Linked DNA regions of Sus scrofa: region 2 is linked to region 1. A link is a contact called in public Hi-C data. All regions are on one chromosome and are shown on one strand. The core of a region is the stretch at or near the end of the contact, and the rest is flanking DNA. Distances in the headings are between cores, read along the strand shown. Region 1 holds the start of ADAL (adenosine deaminase-like protein). Region 2 holds the start of SNAP23 (synaptosome associated protein 23).

What was found. A called contact is a pair of places that touch in the nucleus more often than the background predicts.
Region 2: a Hi-C map of liver shows a contact between it and region 1, with 5 times the contacts expected there. The contact joins the promoter of SNAP23 here to the promoter of ADAL in region 1. A contact is called at or near these places in 1 of 5 promoter capture datasets (liver) and 1 of 47 Hi-C or Micro-C datasets (liver).

Annotation. Positions count from the first base shown.
Region 1 is chr1:128,122,306-128,128,638 of Sscrofa11.1, reverse strand. ADAL (adenosine deaminase-like protein) reads left to right here and starts at 2,948. Exons shown (of 10, transcript XM_013993097.2): 1 at 2,948-3,233. It overlaps LCMT2 (tRNA wybutosine-synthesizing protein 4), which reads right to left and starts at 2,965. Exons shown (of 1, transcript XM_003353380.4): 1 at 1-2,965. The coding sequence starts at 2,840. The coding sequence ends at 783.
Region 2 is chr1:128,885,766-128,891,702 of Sscrofa11.1, reverse strand. SNAP23 (synaptosome associated protein 23) reads left to right here and starts at 2,748. Exons shown (of 8, transcript NM_001244719.1): 1 at 2,748-2,839.

The DNA.
Region 1 (6,333 bases), core at 1,699-4,198:
GCACCCCCATGTTCATTGCAGCACTATTCACAATAGGCAAGACATGGAAACAACACAAATGTCCATCAACAGATGACTGGATTAGGAAGATATATACACAGTGGAATACTACTCAGCCATTAAAAAAATGACATAATGCCATTTGCAGCAAGCATGGATGGATCTAAAGACTCTCATACTGAGTGAAGTAAGTAAGAAAGAGAAAGACAAATACCATAAGATATCACTTATAACTGGAATCTAATATACAGCACAAATGAACCTTTCCGCAGAAAAGAAAATCATAGACTTGGAGAATAGACTTGTGGCTGCCCGGGGTGGGACGGGGGGAGGAGAGGCAGGGAGTGGGAGGGATCGGGAGCCTGGGGTTAACAGATGCAAACTATTGCTCTTGGAATGGATTTACAATGAGATCCTGCTGTGTAGCATCGAGGACTATGTCTAGATACTCACATCACTACACAACAATGGGAGGAAAAATTATGTATACATGTATGTGTAACTTGGTCCCCATGCTGTACAGTGGAAAAAAATTAATTAAAAAAAAACTACTCTCTTCAGATAGGTCTACTTATGTTTTCTGTACCATCTCTTTGAATGTTGATATGTGTTTTAACAACCTTTTTCACTTTCTGCACTGGATAACAGTGCTAACAAGAAAACAAATAGACCAAAAAAAAAAAAAAAAGGAAGTGGTCATATCTATACCCAGAGTCAAATTTTGCTTTGGAAACCTTTATTATCTACTTTGGTGGGTCCTGAATATATCAAAAGTCCAGTCTTCATTGTCTAGCACTTAAGGAAGAAAGGTCTAATGTCACTGCATGGGGGTTGAAGTAGGTGCCAAAGGAAAAGCAGTTTCCACCACCTCCAATGATCAGGAGCTGTTGTTCTTCAGGAAGGAGGATGCTGGTATGGTTGTGTAACATTAATGGCCATGGCACATCTATTGTGTCAATCTGATACTCAGAGCTCAATCCGGTAGACAAATCAATAACAGTCACTCCAGGAACTGAGGAGGAATGAATCCAGACCCCTCCAACCAACAGAAGCTTTCCATTTACCACATGAGCTGTGTGGGAGTACCTTGGGGTAACAGGAGGCTGAATGGCTATTGGTTCCCAGAGGAATCCAGAAGAGATTGGTTTCAGAAAAAGTATAGAGCTCAGCGGTTCCTCAGAAGCACCCAGACCTCCAGCAATGAGAGCTCCCCCTTGCCAGCTGCAGGCACTGTGGGAATGCCGACCTTCAGGGGCTTCTCCCTCCACTGGGATCCTGACCCAAGCCATTGTCCCCACATGTAGGAAATGCCAGTCACTTAGTACAGGGTCTGCCACACCACGGCCCCCAAACACAAACAAATATTTCTGATTCTTATAGGACACTTCTGTTGTTGAATGGCGCCAGCATGACACTGTGGAATCTTCTGGGCCCACCTTTGTGACTGTGATATTTAGGCCCTCAGTTTTACCACCCACATGTTTCCCAAAATGTAGCTGGAGAATCCCCAAGGCGGGAGTTACAGGGGACAATCTCCCTCCCAGAACCAGAACCTGAGTATCTGAAAGTCTTGTCATGGTGTGATAAAGGCGTCTATCCCACTGAGCTCCAGTTCCCCAACTACATACTTGATTGCCTTTCCATTCAAAGTCACAGTATCTTGAGAGCAAGTGAAACTTGCTCACTCGGCAGTGCCGCCCCTCCTCTTCTCCAAACCCTCCTGCACTAAGAATAACGTCTGGGCTCAAAAGGACAGAGGCATGGCCATATCTCTTAAGGTCTGGACCCTGGCTATCACTAGTGACTACACGAGCAGGGATGACTCCGGAAGGGGAGGCAGGATCTATCCGAGGAAACGTCTCTGATGCTGGGAACACTACAGTTTGGGAGACAATGTCTCCCCGAGAAGCGGCCAGAATGAAATAGTGGGAGCACTTCAGATGCCACTCCTCAAACTCGTCAAAAGGTTCAAGATTTTCTACGCGCCGGCGTTCTTCTGCGGGGAGAAAATGGCGATAAAACTCATTCATGTCCAAGGCACGGCAGGCAGTCCAGCCGGCCTGGAGAAAGCGCTGCTGCTGGGCCTCCGCGTCAGGAAAGCGGTCCAGGCCATGCAGGGGTGAATTCAGCTGCCGAAAATGTTGCTGCATGAACTGGCCGAAGGCGTCATGCGGCCTCATCTGCTCGTAAACGACAAAAAGCGCATCAGAAAAACACTGGGCGGCCCAGGCGATGAGGGCCGCGGCATTATTCGGCTCGAGGTAGGTCAGCACGGCCTCAGCCAGGAGCAGAGTCGGTGCGGCCGCGTCTAGGCCCGCGGCGGCCAGTGCCTGGTCCAACCGCTGCACCTGCCGCAGGTCCAGCCCCAGGATGCGGTAGTCCGAGCTCTCGAAGCATAGCGTTGACCCGGCGTCCCCGCGCCGGAAAGGCCCGGTTAACGCGCACAGTTCCGGCGTATCTCGAATCCTGTCCGCTTTGCGCCGCGCCACGTCCGGAAAATCCACCTCCCAGACTGCAGCCCCGGGGAGGCGGCCCGCAGCTTTAAGGCGAAAATACAGCGAGTCCGAGCCGGCGCCCAGAGACAGGATCTGGATGTGGGGCGCGCCGAGAGCCGCGCGCGTCCCCTCCAGGAATGCGCATACGCAGTGCCGCATGGCGCGTGCGCGGACGTAGTAGCCGCGGTGGATCAGCGGCGCGCGGCGCACGGACGCCGGAACTAGCAAGGCGGCAAAGGTGTCGTGCACGTACCCGCGCGCGGCCAGGGAGCTCTTGCTGAGGGCGCTGCTGTCATTGGTACTCTGCACTGCTCCCGCGCGACGCTCGCGGCTCCGCGGGCCCATGGCCTGGAGAGTCAGGAGCGGCGGTCCGTCACGGTGGTGAGCTGTCCTTTCGTTCTATACTACCTACCTCGCGGACTTCTGTACGGAAAAATCACCCTCCGTCTGTGCCTCCTCTTCCTTGGACACGTGTGCGTCACTTCCGGGAAGGGTGCAGCTCCCCGATCAGGACTGAGGAGGGTGCAGTTTGTGGTGACAGTCCGCTGTGATTGACATTCCTTTGATTATCCCGGACTGAATCTTCGAGGGAAGACTGCCAGATGCAGCTTATTATGGACACGTGGACTGTTTCTGGGAAGCGTGGGGTGTCGCTTTTCTACAAGCTTTCCTGTCTGAAGTGAAAAATTTACCTAAGTTCTAATAGAGTTCTCAGCTGTTGAGGAAAATCTTTAAGAGGTGAGTCTCTGGGGACCGACAGACAGGGTCTGCGTGGAGTGACTGGTAGAAGTGAAGCAGAGCTAGAATCACTGACTGCGGTGGGCGAGGAATAGGGGTCTTTCATCAGATATTAACTATGAGTACTTAGTAAGAGATCTCATTTAAATCTGAAAACAAGTCATTGAGGCCAGGTGCAAAATGAGGAAACCTTTACAGAGGTGATTCACCCAATAAGTGTTTCCCCACAGATGTGTTCTATTGATTCCCTTGTATTCCTGGCTCTGTGCTAAGCTGACACTAAGGGAACCACTCAGCCTCTGTTTCTGAGCTGTAAAATGACATTCCCTTGCACATTCAAAGTTCTATCTTCTGGGACAGTGTTGAATATGTCTCCAGGAGAGAGAGTCATGGAAGAGAGGTGATTATTCCCTTTTGATATGGTCTGAGTCTTGGTGGTTTAAAATAATCATCAGGTTTCTAATTTGGGTGTTTGGGAGTCATCACCAGTAGGAAATCGCTTGCAAAGATACTTAGGGCATTTGTAACTTATTAATTGGGATTTGGTGACTGACTGTAGGGGCTGAGATGGAGAAGGAAATTAAGATGACTGTAGTATGGTTACCTTGAAGCAGTGTAGCACAGTGGTGAAGGACATGCGTTTTGGAGTCCACATAATTTGGATTTGGATATTGGAACTGTGTCATTTAGATTTGGTGTTTTAAGAGCTTGTAATGACTTTAAGGAGAGCAATTTCTGTGGAGCAATAAGGGCATAATTCACTGAATGGGAGAAGGAAATGGAGGCAGCTCAAGGAGTTAGTTTGGAAGGGAAGAGGGCAGTAATGAAAGGAATGTGGGATAAAAGAAAGTTTGTTTTAATTTTTTTATGTTAAGGTGGAAACAGGTACTATGCTTGCATGGTGGTCCTCTGAGGGAAATTAGCCAGTTGGAAAGAAAGATTGAGGAACAGAAAAGTGAAGATTAACTAGTGGAGGAACAACTGGAATAGATAGGAAGTAATGGGGTCCTGGGCACAAATTAGTCTTGGAGACTGGAGAATAAATCTTCTTTCTCTGATTTATGAGGGAAGAAGGGGTATAGATAAAGATAAGTTTAAGTGTGAGGGAGGGCAGAGAGAAACAGAGAGAGTTCATGCCTGATGGCTTCTGTTCTCTCTGTAAAGCTGGTGGCTGGGTCTCCTAGAACACTTGAGGAGTTTGGAATTACCTCTGAAGGGAGTGGGAGAAGGATTCCCCTGAGCCTTGCTGGGTTTTCAGATATTCATCTCTAAAATGAGATTGTGCTGCTTTGTGGGGTGTCTCAGTGTTGATTGAAGGTCACAGGGGGGAAAAAAGAGTTGTAGAACTTGACAAAAATATACATAGTGCTGTAGAAATGAATTTTAAATGACAAGTAGTAAAATGTACATGATTGTTAGAAATGCTGCTTTTTTGGAGATCTAAGAGCAGATCTAAGAAAAATGATTCAAGAAGAAAGAGAAGTGGGGAGTTCCCGTCGTGGCGCAGTGGTTAACGAATCCGACTAGGAACCATGAAGTTGCGGGTTCGGTCCCTGCCCTTGCTCAGTGGGTTAACGATCCGGCGTTGCTGTGAGCTGTGGTGTAGGTTGCAGACTCGGCTAGGATCCCGTGTTGCTGTGGCTCTGGCGTAGGCTGGTGGCTACAGCTCCGATTCGACCCCTAGCCTGGGAACCTCCATATGCCGCAGGAGCAGCCCAAGAAATAGCAAAAAGACAAAAAAAAAAAAAAAAAAAAAAAAGAAGTGGGGCAAAATTTGTGACTTGAATACCTTATTATTTTCTGCTTATTTAAAAAAGTCTGTTTTTTCTTGTATAAAGTGGGGTAGTAATACCTCATTGGTTGTTATGAGAATTAAGTAAAATTACCATCAAAGACATTTAGCAGAGAAAGGCTGCCTCGTACTAAGTGCCTAATAGTAACAAGTGTTTTTATTATTCTGAGTTCCCCTTGTGGGCTGGGGGTGGAAGGAAAAAAATTCTCTAGGAGAACAGGAGACCTAGTTCTGGCCCTGCTCTAACTTGATGAAATATTAGTACAAATGTAGGAAAATCTTATTTCAGTGTGGTGCCATTCAGTGCCTCACTCCCACTCCAGCTGTTTCTGGCCCTTGCCAAAACCCGGCCCAGGGAGACTGAATTTGGCAGGCCATGGAATTAATAGCAGTACCTTAGGCAATGATCAGTTAAACAATGACTTCTTTAAATGTATAAAAATTGTGCTGGTTTTGATGGCTTTCAAATTTCCATAGGTTAACGTTGTAGCCGGTGGGTCAGTAAATTTACTCATAACCAGTTAAAGGTCAGTCCGAGGGTGGTTTGAAATGTTCCACAAAATAAGGTTAGGATTCTAGAGTAGGATTGAAAATGTATATGAAAAGTTAGCCACCTGTCAGATATGTTACTAGCCTGCTATGTAAAATGTCCTAAATACTTTTTAAGGCTGTCATTCTGTTGTCTAAACATAAAAGTTCTTCCCTCTCATAACTCATAATAATAAAACTATTTTACAAGGTTTACTAAAAAGTTATTTATCTTATCAACAAATCTTTAATTGTTTTAATTAATTTATTAAATTATTAATAAGTGAATTTAAATTTATTAGTAATTAAAAATTTTAAATTATTTCAAAAAGTAATCAGTTGTAAAACCTTCAAATTATGCAAAACTATATAAGGTAAATAAAAATAAAATTCTGTCCCCTGACCTTTGCCACTTCCAACCCACTTTCTAGTGGTAAGTTTTCTGTGTTTCCTTTCATGTCTGTTTTAGGAATAAGGACATATATATATAAAAGTGTGTGTACACACACGCTTTGTTTATAAACATCATCTTTCTAAACAATATATTTTGCAACTTACTTTTTGGAAATAACACTATATTGTAGAAGTCTTTCCATATAGTCATAGATATTCAGTTGGATGGATATATAATTAATTTAGCCACTATTCTACTGATGGACATTTAGGTTGTTTCCAATTTTTTGCAATTATAAATAATGCTGCAAGAAGTGTATTTGTACATATCCTGTTAGATATGGGATAAATCCTGAAAGTAGAATTATTGGGTCAAAAAGTGTGTGT
Region 2 (5,937 bases), core at 1,499-3,998, 760 kb before region 1:
GTGTGTGTATGTATGACTGGGTAACTTTGCTGCACAGCAGAAATTGATAGAACAATAAAAAAATATAATAGGAGTTCCCGTCGTGGCGGCGCAGTGGTTAACGAATCCGACTAGGAACCATGAGGTTGCGGGTTCGGTCCCTGCCCTTGCTCAGTGGGTTAACGATCCGGCGTTGCCGTGAGCTGTGGTGTAGGTTGCGGACGCGGCTCGGATCCGCGTTGCTGTGGCTTTGGTGTAGGCCGGTGGCTACAGCTCTGATTAGACCCCTAGCCTGGGAACCTCCATATGCCGCGGGAGAGGCCCAAGAAATAGCAAAAAGACAAAAAAACACACACACACACACACACAAAAAAATATATATATAATAGAAAAAAAATAGGAGTTTCCATCATGGCGCAGTGGAAATGAATCCGAATAGGAACCATGAGGTTGTGAGTTTGAGCCCTGGGCTTGCTCAGTGGGTTAAGGATCCGGCATTGCCATGAGCTGTGGTGTGGGGTTGCAGACTTGGCTCAGATCTGGCACTGCTGTGGCTGTGGTGTTCCTGTGGCTATGGTGTAGGCCAGCAGCTACAGCTCCAATTGGACCCCTAGCCTGGGAACCTCCATGTGCCAAGGGTGCAGCCCCAGAAAGACAAAAAGACAAAAAAAGAAAAAAGAAAAACCTAAAAAAAATGTAAGGAGATATTCTCTTTTTTCCTCCCATCAGTGCTTTGGATTGCTTCTACTCTTACCTACCCAAGATCTTTACCTAATGACTAGCACTTCTCTTTGAAACTTTTTCTCAGTTGTGTCTTCCCTATCAGGCAGTTGGTTGGTTCTGTGTGTCTCAATTCTAACAACAACAAAACAACGGAAACAAAAAACTTTGACTCCTTGTCATCCTCTTTCGCTCCTCCCCTCAAGACCAAACTTTCCAAAGGCATTCTACAACTTGACCCCATTTCTGCATCTCCCCTCTCTCTGAACTATTGCATATGGAGGTTTCCAGGATAGAGGTCAGATGGGAGCTACAGCTGCTGGCCTACGCCACAGCCACAGCAATGCAGAATCCGAGCCACGTCTGCGACCTACACCACAGCTCATGGCCAGATCCTTAACCCACTGAGCAAGGCCAGGGATCGAACCCATAACCTCCCGGTTACTTGTCTGATTCATTTCCACTGCACCACAACAGGAACTCCGCAGTCTATCTTTCAACCTCATCATTCTATCACATGGTTTTCGCTAAGATCACCAATGACTTCTGTGTTACTAAATTGGAAGGATATTTCCCAGGCTTCATCTTCCTTGAACTTTTAGGAGTACACAAACTCCTGTGAAAGGTTTTTTATTTCCAGCACTGTGCTTTATTCTTAGTGATGCCTGGAAGCATTTCCAGATCTGCTTAAAATCTTTTTTTTTTTTTCCCTCTTTTTGCCTTTTCTAGGGCTGCTCCTTTGGCATATGGAGGTTCCCAGGCTAGGGGTCCAATTGGAGCTATAGCCGCCGGCCTACGCCAGAGCCACAGCAACTTGGGATCCGAGCCACGTCTGCAACCTACACCATAGCTCACTGCAATGCCAGATCCTTAACCCACTGAGGAAGGCCAGGGATCGAACCTGCAACCTCATGGTTCCTAGTCGGATTCTTTAACCACTGAGCCACGTTGGGAACTCCTGCTTAAGATCTTTTGATATTCTCAGTGATCATGGTAAAGTGAAAAAATGCAAGATCTTCTAAGATCTAACTTTTTTAAAAAATTGTAGTATGATTGATTTACAATGTTATGTTAGTTTCATGAGTACAGCACAGTGATTCAGATATATATATTACAAAATGTTGGGTATCATTCCCTGTGTTATACAGTAGGTCCTTATTAGTTATCTATTTCACATGTAGTAGTATCATTGCCAACTTTTTTTTTTAACAGCTGCATCTGTGGCATATGAAAATTCCCAAGCCAGGGGTTGAATAGGAGCTGAAGCTGCAGCCTGCAGCTCCAGATTCCTGGGGCATCTGTGAAGCTGCAGCAAGATGGGAGGATCCTTAACCCACTGAGCCAGGCCAAAGATTGAAACTGCATCCTCACAGAGACAACTGTTAAGTCCTTAACCCACTGAGTCACAGCAGAAACTACATCATTGCCAACTTTTAAAAACCCTTTCTCCCCTTCACCGGAAGGCGGCGCGCTTTAAGCCTCTCAAGTAGGATGAACTGCAAGGAATTTCCAGAAGGTGTTATGTTGTTCTTGGCACACTCTGTTCTCACAGTCTGGAAACTCCTATCTCCTTCCATTCCAAATTTCCGGGGGAACTCCTACTTAGCCTTCACGATTCAAAAGTCACTTCCTCCGGGAACTCTTCCAGATACCCTAAGAATAAAGCGCTTTGTTCACTGTGCCCCAACGGCGCCTCGGATTTTTCATATTCCAAGCACTATATTCTGTCCACTACAATTTGTTTACATATCTATGTCCCAGTCTAGGCAAAGGTCGGGGAGGCATTCTATTCGTTTTCTCTTCCTCAACATTCATCTCGTACATTGCCTGGTACACGGTTTGCCCTCGGTAAATGTTTATTGCATAAACACTTTCCATCTTGGGCGGGACCCGAATTGTCGGGTTAACCGGTGAGTCCCCAGACTCTTCGCCTGCGTGGCAGGGAGATTTAAACCGCCCCCCCGCCCCCACACCAGGGTGATTGGCTCCAGCTGCAGGGGTGTGTCCGCGCCCGCCGCGCCGGAGGAGCGCGCAGGCGCGCAGGTTCGGCGCGCGCAGGCGCAAGAAGAGAGCAGTTGGAGAGTCCGGCCTGCGGGTGTCCGATCTGCTGCGGCCGGAGAGGAGTGGCCGGAACTGCTTGGTGAGTCTCCAGGAGTGGGATTGAGGGAGCTGGCTGCCGTGAAGATTGGGTTCATAATCCCAAGGAGAAAGTGTATATCGTGACAGTTGAAAAACTGGTGGGGTCGGGCTTGAGGGGAGGAGGGGGCGCTCTGGCCCGAACTGAGCCGGTCCGGCCGGGCTCGAAGACGCGAGGCTCCTGGAGACTCTCTAGGGGTCAGAGGAGGAAGGGTGGAGGGATGTTGGTTCTCCGGACTTTCCTTGAAACCTAGCAGAGGTAAACTCCCACTCCCTGACTTCTCACCCTCGCAGTTGTCGGGATTAATAGACTTTATGGTGGCCACAGTGATCAGATTAATTTTCAACTACCTGTATGAAAAAGGTTTCTGAGATTCATGGCATTGGAGAGTCCATGCTCTCTAGGAAAGTCTGTACTTGGCTCGCGGCTTCACTGAAGACAAACGAAGGAAAGAGTTATTAAAAGTAAAATTCCACGGAGTAAATGGTGGTGGTGGTGGGGAAGTCCTGGAAAGTGCTGTTTCACCTGGAACTTTTTTTCATCATTAGTCACCACAATGCTAGACAAGGCAGATGGGGGTCAGAGGCAACGAAAGTCGTCAAAATTGGGAAAAGAAGATGAGAAGAGAATATAAATTTTGCCTTTTGCTACTTGCCCTCTCCTTTGGGGAGGGCTGGAGGCGATTATGGATACTGGCAGCTTATGACAGTGTTGCCTTAGCTTCCTGAAAATAATGTAGCTTCTTAGTAGAAGGTATTTCAAGAATTGAGAGTGATATTATTCCATCTGCCCTGGGACCTTAAAACTGGTTTGCAGATGTTCTGGTGAAATCCTGCAGGTTTGGCCAGATGGAAATGGTTCTTCCACTTTCTTGGTTAGCCTGAAAGATACCACGCTTGAAATTCATGAGACATCTTTAGCAAGAATACTTTGACATTTAAACTTAAAATATTTCATAGTAAAATTTTAAAATATTATTTCTTCCACCAGCAAATTTGATTCCTAAGGCATCCACTAATCACCTGCCTTTCATTCCTTTGGAAAGAGGTAATGAGAAAAAAACACTTTCATATAAATATTAACAAATATTAGGAGAAAACCCTCTTCCTATATGACCATGCTCCTTTGACAGGCCATGTGAAAGTAAATTAAATGATCATGTAACTTAACCCACAACTTAGATATCAGTGTTGCTAGGGATCTTTTTCTAGGTGCTTGTGACATGTAAATATGCCCTAGAGAATTGCTATTATCTTAGTTCCAGAATAGGAATGGCTTATTGTGTCATTATGTTTTTAACAATATTACACACTCTTTCCTATAAACAGAATTTCTGAATGCTTCTTAGTATTTGTTTCTTTTACTCTAAATTAGCTTTAGTAACAAGCTCACTGAACTGAAGGTCACATCTTTTTATCATTCAGAACCCACCCTTGAACCAAAAAGAAAGCAAACAAACAAACCTAAAAACAGACCCTGTTGCTGATGGGACAGCTGTTGTTACTTCCCTTGGTATGAACCATACCACCATCATAAAAGATTTCCAAAGTAATAAATATGTTAACTACTAAGCACGTACGTATTGCTTAAATAACAACTAAAATTTCTTTTTCTTGCTTTGCGCTTTGGAAAATAGTGCTTTGGGCCTAATTGCCTCTTTTTTTTAAATAAAATGAAGATTGGATTATCTAAACTCTAAGGGCAGAAGATTCCAAAATTCTGTGAGCCTTGTGATGGCATTCATTGTTGTGACATAATTCTAACAAACCAGATGAAAGTAGATTAGAATAGCAAAAGGGAAAAAAAGGATGTTCACTCTTTGACATTTTTGTGAAATCAACTGCCTTTGTTTTGTTTTCCTCCTGTAGTTGCTATTTCTCCTTTTTTTTTTTTTTTTTTTTTTTTTGCTTTTTAGGGCCACTCAAAGTATAAGGAATTCCCAGGCTAGGGGTCAGAATGGAATCAGAGCCACAGCTGCCGGCCTATGCCACAGCCACAGCAACGCCAGATCCGAGCTATGTCTGTGAGCTACACCACAGCTCATAGCAACGCCAGATCCCTAACCCACTGAGTGAAGCCAGGGATCAAACCCACATCCTCATGGATACTAGTCAGATTCAGTTCTTCTGTGCCACAACAGGATCTCATCTATTTCTTGAACATTCTGGAAATCTGATTTTTAGCTGGATTTGTACTCTAATTATGTATATGTTAGCATTTATAATATATGATGTTACTTGCATCCAAGAGTGCTGAACTTTTCATTCCAGAACCATGTTTTGTTTCCAGTTCTGTAGATTGACGGGGAAGTAGATGACAAGGACTGGTCTTTTCTTTGTCTTGGTGAGTAGGGGTGTGGAACAGATGGATCCAGTGCCTCTAACAATTGGAGGAAGTGGATTGTGGAGCCAGGAAACAGCATCTCCTGTTCTTTTGGTAATATTGAGCATTAGAAATGGGATTCCATTTGCAGTCATTTAAAGTTCAATTGGAGTTCCTGTCGTGGCTCAGTGGTTAAAGAATCCAACTAGGACCATGGAGTTGTGGGATTGAATCCTGGCCTTGCGCAGTGGGTTAAGGATCCAGTGTTGCTGTGAGCTGTGGCGTAGGTTGTAAATGTGGCTCGGATCCCACGTTGCTGTGGCTCCAATTCAACCCCTAGCCTGGGAACCTCCATGAGCCATGGGAACGGCCCAAGAAATGGCAAAAAAAAAAAAAAGTTCAATTACGTTTTGGTTTTATTGCAATTTAGATTGAATTGCTCCTAAATTTTTTTTGCCTTTTCGTGCTGCACTCTTGGCATATGGAAGTTCCCAGGCCAGGGGTCAAATCTGAGTTACACCACAGCCACAGCAATGTGGGATCCAGGCTGTGTCTACAACCTACACCACAGCTCTTGGCAATGCCAGATCCCCCACCCACTGAGCGAGGCCAGGGATTGAATCCACCACATGCTCATGGAACTAGTCAGATTTGTTTCCACTGTTCCACAACGGGAACTCCCAATACTAAATATTTAAATCACTGTTCACTGTATTTTTCTGGAATTCCCTCATCTTACTGATTTTTTTGAGTTCTTTGATTTAAAACTTGTTTAAAAT